Regions from separate parts of the Mus musculus genome. Here region 2 is linked to region 1. The links are chromatin contacts, called in public Hi-C maps. All regions are on one chromosome and are shown on one strand. Each heading gives the region's core, a stretch centred on a gene start, on an enhancer-like site or on the middle of the called end of the contact. The rest is flanking DNA. Distances are from core to core; before and after follow the strand shown.

Region 1 (2,585 bases), core at 26-2,525:
GAAAGACTTCCTCGTGGTCCTCATTGGGGCCCTGTCTGCCATTCCTCTGTGCTCTTGAGCCTTGAGGCCCAGCTGTCACCCCAGTTTCCCTCAAAGCCCCCCTCTTTCATTTTCCTGCTCTTGCTTGACAGTCTCCTCAGGGTGGCTGATTAGCCTGTCTGTGTGGCCAGCAAGCTCTGAGGCTCAGTCGTAATACTTTCCTGCGCCTTTCTGTGTATCAAGCAAGGCTAGCGTTGAGATCACTGCAAAGTTTAGGAAATTATAAACAAAAGGGGGTGGGGGGTCTTTGTAATCTCACCACCAAGAAGTGGCTTCTGCCTAGCATTTCCCTTCCAGAAAAATGCAGTCCCGAGGAATTAAAAGGCAAGTCCCAGAAGGCACTTGAAATGTTTTAAAAAGTAAAATGAGCAGATGAAATCATTTTAACAACATATTTCATTCATCGAAGGCAAACCATCGCCGTCTCAGCACACAATCAGGATGAATATGAAATGTGAACGAGACAGCTTATATCCCTCACCACTTGCATCTCTGAACTCCGATGTGTGGCTGTCACGGCGCATTTCATTCCGAAACCAACTACGTTTCAAGCGCATCATAGCCCGGTGTGACTCATGGCCATCATGCTGGCTTTAAACATTTCACAGGCTTTAAACATTTTTACTACACTTATTTATTTAATTTGTGTGTGAGGATGGGGTACTGCCATGGCACAGATGTGAAGGTCAGAGGCCACCTTTCAGGAGTCAGTTTGTTCCCTCTACCATGTGGGTCCCGGGTCTGGAACTCAAGTCATGAAGTTTGGAAGCAAGAAACTACCCACTGAGCCATCTCACCAGGCAGACCTCACGAGCTGCTTTTTAAAGACACGGGGGCAGTATTGACAGTTGGAGGCTGGCAAGGCCTATACCTTGAGCCTAGCGACCGGGAAGGTTTTTGCTTTCTTGGGATGGGTACCAGGACAAGCACAGAACCCACACATTTCCCCCACAGAACCCCATATACTAATCCTTAGAAAATTGAATCCCAGTAGAAAGAAATGGGAAATGTCTCCACCATGGCTAGGGCTTACAGTGGAGATCAGGTTTCCCAGAATCCCTCGGGTGAGACACGGGGAGTCCGCGGAGCCCCTCCACGGCCCCTGGTTAGACTTCAACAGCACGACTCCCAGCGCTCGCTCCTGTTTCCACGAATTTGTACTCTAAGCAGAAGCTGGGAGAACCCTACCACTCCAGACTTGACATCCCGCCAACTTGGGCTCTGCACAACGGGCTCCCCGAACCGCGTGTCTCCCGAGATGAAAGATTGCAAAAGAAGATAAAAATAGTCCCTCGGAAAGGGACGGCTTCAGCTGTCCCGGTTTGTGGAGTCCCCGGTTCACCGCAGATGTGAATAATTCATCATGGGCGGTACTGCTGTGAAGTAAGGGGCGGCATTGCTGCATTCTCTTTGATGAGGCCCTTAAAAAAATATCATAAACACCCAGCACATTAGAGGGAACCCAAGGAGTATCATTTTAAGTTGTTTTTTGTTGTGGGGGGGATGGGGTGGGACAGAAAGCAGCACCCACGATCCCGAGCTTAGAACCTAAGATGATGAATGGAAGCTGTTCCCGCTCCTCCTGGGCTCAGGCTGGAGGGTACGCCTGTGTTCCCAGGAGGTGGTCCCTGGGAAAAGAAGCATTTGGAGGACAGATCCTGTCACTGCCTTTTGCCTGGCCTCTTATCTTTACTTCTTCCTGAAGAGAGACAGAATGACTCCGGAAGGCACAAATATTCTGAGGAATCTGCAGATGTGAATAGGAGAGGCCAGAGCCACGATGGATGAGCCAAGAATGCCCCACACTGGGGCCAGGGCCCCTCGCACTCACTTAAGCTGCTCGGTGCACTCCTTGAGATTCTGCAGACACTCTTTTATCAGTAAGACCCTATGAGGCATGAGGCATGAGGCAGGGTGGGTCACTCCCAAGGCTGGCTGCTCTCCAGAGGCCCCAGGAGGAGGATGCTTGCTGCTGGCATTCGAAGTCTCTGAGCATTTCCTGAGGGAGCCGAGCATCAGAGCTGGTGTGCAAAACCAAGAAAATCACAAACACAAAGAACAAAAAGGTAGCTCTGAAAACATAACGTTTTCTACAAAGTTAGATCGTCTTTCTGTGGGAAGATCATGAGGGCTCACGTAAGCTGTAGGTGCTGCTATTGGCGGATATTAGGCCTCCCCCCCCCTCCAAATTAGGATTTTTGAATATAGAAATTCTTAAAAAAACAAAACAAAACAGAACAACAGCAATACAGCATCTCGTGAACCAGGCTGGTCTCTAGTTCTCCTTGTTGTCTGGGTGATGTTTCACTTCCTTTCCTCCTGCGTCCACCTCCCGAGCTGCCACCACCCCCAGGTTACACAATGCTGAGGGTCGAGCCCAGGGTTTCACACATCCTAGGTCTGACCTCTACAGACTGAGCTTTATGCCCACCCTAACTCCAGAAAATTCTTGACTAGAAGTCTAACCTGCAGAATGGGTTTTCTGGAATGAACCTAGTTGAAGTTGGAAGGCTACGGAGAACTGCGCTGCTCCCCGCCCCCCGCGC
Region 2 (2,585 bases), core at 35-2,534, 980 kb before region 1:
TTGCTGGCAGGGATGGAACAGATCAGCACGCCCACTGCTGTGGAACGGACTAGTACGCCCCCTGCTGGCAGGGGTGGAATGGACAAGGCTCGGTGTGAGTCATGAGTCATAGTGCTGAATTAAGGAAGAAGAGGATGTTTAAACTTCTGTCCATAGGGCTATTCGGAGGTGAAGAGCTTCCCCAAGACCCTGGACCACAAAACTAGAGGGTGGTGGTTCTGTCCTTTCAATCCTGTGTGCACTGTCCACCCCACCTCAGCCTCAGCCACCGCAACTACCCTCTTCCCCCGCTTATCACCCCCGTAGATCTGCAGAGGAGAACAGGGCTTGCCTCAGGAGCTGGCTGGTGACATCTGTCAGGAAGAATAAAGCCTTGAGTGCCTGGGCACAAAGCTTGCCTAGGTGGAAGGCTTACCTGGCCACACCCAATGCCCAGCTAATCCCAGCAGGAGACCTGCCAGGCCATCTTCAGCATCTGCATTGTGCCACAGAGGGCGCAGATGTCAGCGAGGTGAAGCCACACGCTGAGGATCATGGGGGCAGAAAGGTAATCTGCCTAAACCCATCTTCTCATGCCCCACCACACCCTGAGATCAGACAGGCTGGGGAAGGCCAGCGACTCTGCCTAGGCCGTGCTGTTCTGCACTCAGGGGCTCCCTGGGGCCCAGGCTTTGAGGAGATTTCATACTCAGCCAGGTGCGGGCCTGTGGGCCTCACCCTCTAATTACCTAGACTGGAGACTAGGACCATCCTCTGAGAGATGTTTTCTGGTGAAACTTAGCTGGGAGGGGGCCCATGAGTGCAGTTACCGTTTATTGACCACGCACTTCTCAAACATAGCCTCTTTCATATCCCAATATTTGGCAAAGTGCTCTGCGTCTCTGCTTATGGCTTTGAGTGTGGAGACCAGCAGGATATACCTGATGTATCCGCGGCAGCCAGGTCCTGCTAAGGTCAACCCACCCTGTGTTGTAACAGTCACTCAAGACACCCCCCCCCCCCCAGTGCTTCTCCATCTGGGGTTCCTATGACGAGAGTTGGCAATGGAGAAATGTGTAGAGGTGGGAAGTAGTGGGATAAAAGGGGCCTGGCACATGGTTCCAGCTGTCCCCTGTCCTTCTACCCAGGAGAAAAAGCACTTAGATGTGACAAGGCTGGCCTGCTCTCTCACCTCCAGATCCTCATGGGGGGGGGGGGGGGGAAGGTGCTGCGGGTTTGCGGGTTGTACTGTAGTTGCTTTAGGGGGACTGAAGGTGGCGCTCATGGTACTGCAGGCTCTGGAAGCCTGCCTGCCTCTGGCCTGACAGTACTGGGGGATATTCAGTTTTGCAGCTGTACCTATGAAGATGTGAGTCTAGCCTAGCTTCCCCAACACACTGGGGGGTGAGGGGGGGGCTCTATGCCTTCACAGAGCTGAACCCCTGGAAGAGGGCACTTCTTTGTTTCCTAATACAAAGTTACATTTAGTCCGAAGGCAGGTGCCATGCCACGCTAGCTATGGTTTAGACCAGGGCAACCACAGGACAGTGTTTTTGGTCTAGAAACCTAAATGGTGCAAGCATGTGCAGTCTAAGGATGGCACACACCACTGTACCGTGTTGTCTTTATAGCTGTCCTGTTCTGCAGTGAGCCACCATGCACACAGCAAGCAGCTCCCCAACCCCACCTCCTGAGCAGCACCTGGCTTCCAGCAGCCTCTAGCCCCTGCAGACAGAACATCTCTCACCAAAGCGTGAGCATCCTGGTGGGGGAGCTGCTGGTCTTTCCTAGAGCCTGGAGACTGGCAGGGGGCTTAGGTCCCTAATTCTTTCCTCACTCTCAGAATTTAGGATCTTGCTTTCATTGTTAACCTGGAGGTTGAAAAAGGTACCCTAGCTTAACACCCCCCCCCACACCCACACACACCCCTTTTCTTTGAAAAGTAACAATGCATATTAATTGTTTTTAAAGCACAAGAGGTAGAGATGACTTGGACCCTAAGACCCTGGATGGGCTGGCCACACAGTGGGTGCTCAAGTGTCGCCTCCCTTCCCACGCTGGGGCTTGTTTTGTGTTCATTAAGTTTACCTCGCAGACAGGCTTAAACATCTTGTTTCCTCTCCCCATCGACATAAATGTCTCTTTCATAAGTAACATTGGAAACATCTCTAATATGCTCACAGGTGTGTGAACTGTAGTTTATCTGAATCTTCCATTACTGTGCTTTTAGTCTGTTTTCAATTTTTCTCCTAATAAATGGTACGGCTGATGTCTTTATGCAGGGAAGTGCTTTCATATTTCAGCTTATTTCCTAAGGAGAGACAAAGTAGTCAGGAGAAAGATTAACTTGGTCAAAGGTTTTAAAATCTGATTTCATATTTCTTAAGAGGAAGGCACCTTATGAAACAACTTTATAATCTGTTGAAAAACCTGGTTATGTTCTTTTTTAATATTGTTTTTCAAAAGGACTCGTCTGAGCAATATCCTGTCCCTTTCAGCAGACAGCCACGATATGAAAAGAGATTTGTTCCCTCGCGCTCTTAGGGGGCGATCTGGCTCAGGAAACAGACTCATCGGTCCCCAGGAGTATCTGATGGTTGCTATGG

What was found. Hi-C and Micro-C count contacts between places; a contact is called where the count stands out from the background.
Region 2: a Hi-C map of cerebral cortex shows a contact between it and region 1, with 4 times the contacts expected there. The contact joins two enhancer-like sites. A contact is called at or near these places in 2 of 15 datasets of contacts at CTCF or cohesin (large pre-B cells and pro-B cells), 9 of 484 Hi-C or Micro-C datasets (the 63-12 cell line, B cells, the C2C12 cell line and 6 more), 3 of 115 datasets of contacts at active chromatin or transcription factors (astrocytes, embryonic basal ganglia and fibro-adipogenic progenitors) and 1 of 9 other capture datasets (embryonic stem cells).

Annotation. Positions count from the first base shown.
Region 1 is chr12:109,398,446-109,401,030 of GRCm38.p6, reverse strand. No RefSeq gene overlaps it. Among named protein-coding and RNA genes, the nearest start is that of Dlk1, 54 kb to the left of the region's middle. Within about 2 kb of position 1,275, at least 32 of the 459 cell types and tissues checked have an H3K27ac peak or open chromatin away from gene starts, as enhancers often do. A contact at or near this core is called in cerebral cortex, where this site is marked.
Region 2 is chr12:110,375,425-110,378,009 of GRCm38.p6, reverse strand. No RefSeq gene overlaps it. Among named protein-coding and RNA genes, the nearest start is that of Gm40577, 41 kb to the left of the region's middle. Within about 2 kb of position 1,284, at least 20 of the 459 cell types and tissues checked have an H3K27ac peak or open chromatin away from gene starts, as enhancers often do. A contact at or near this core is called in cerebral cortex, where this site is marked.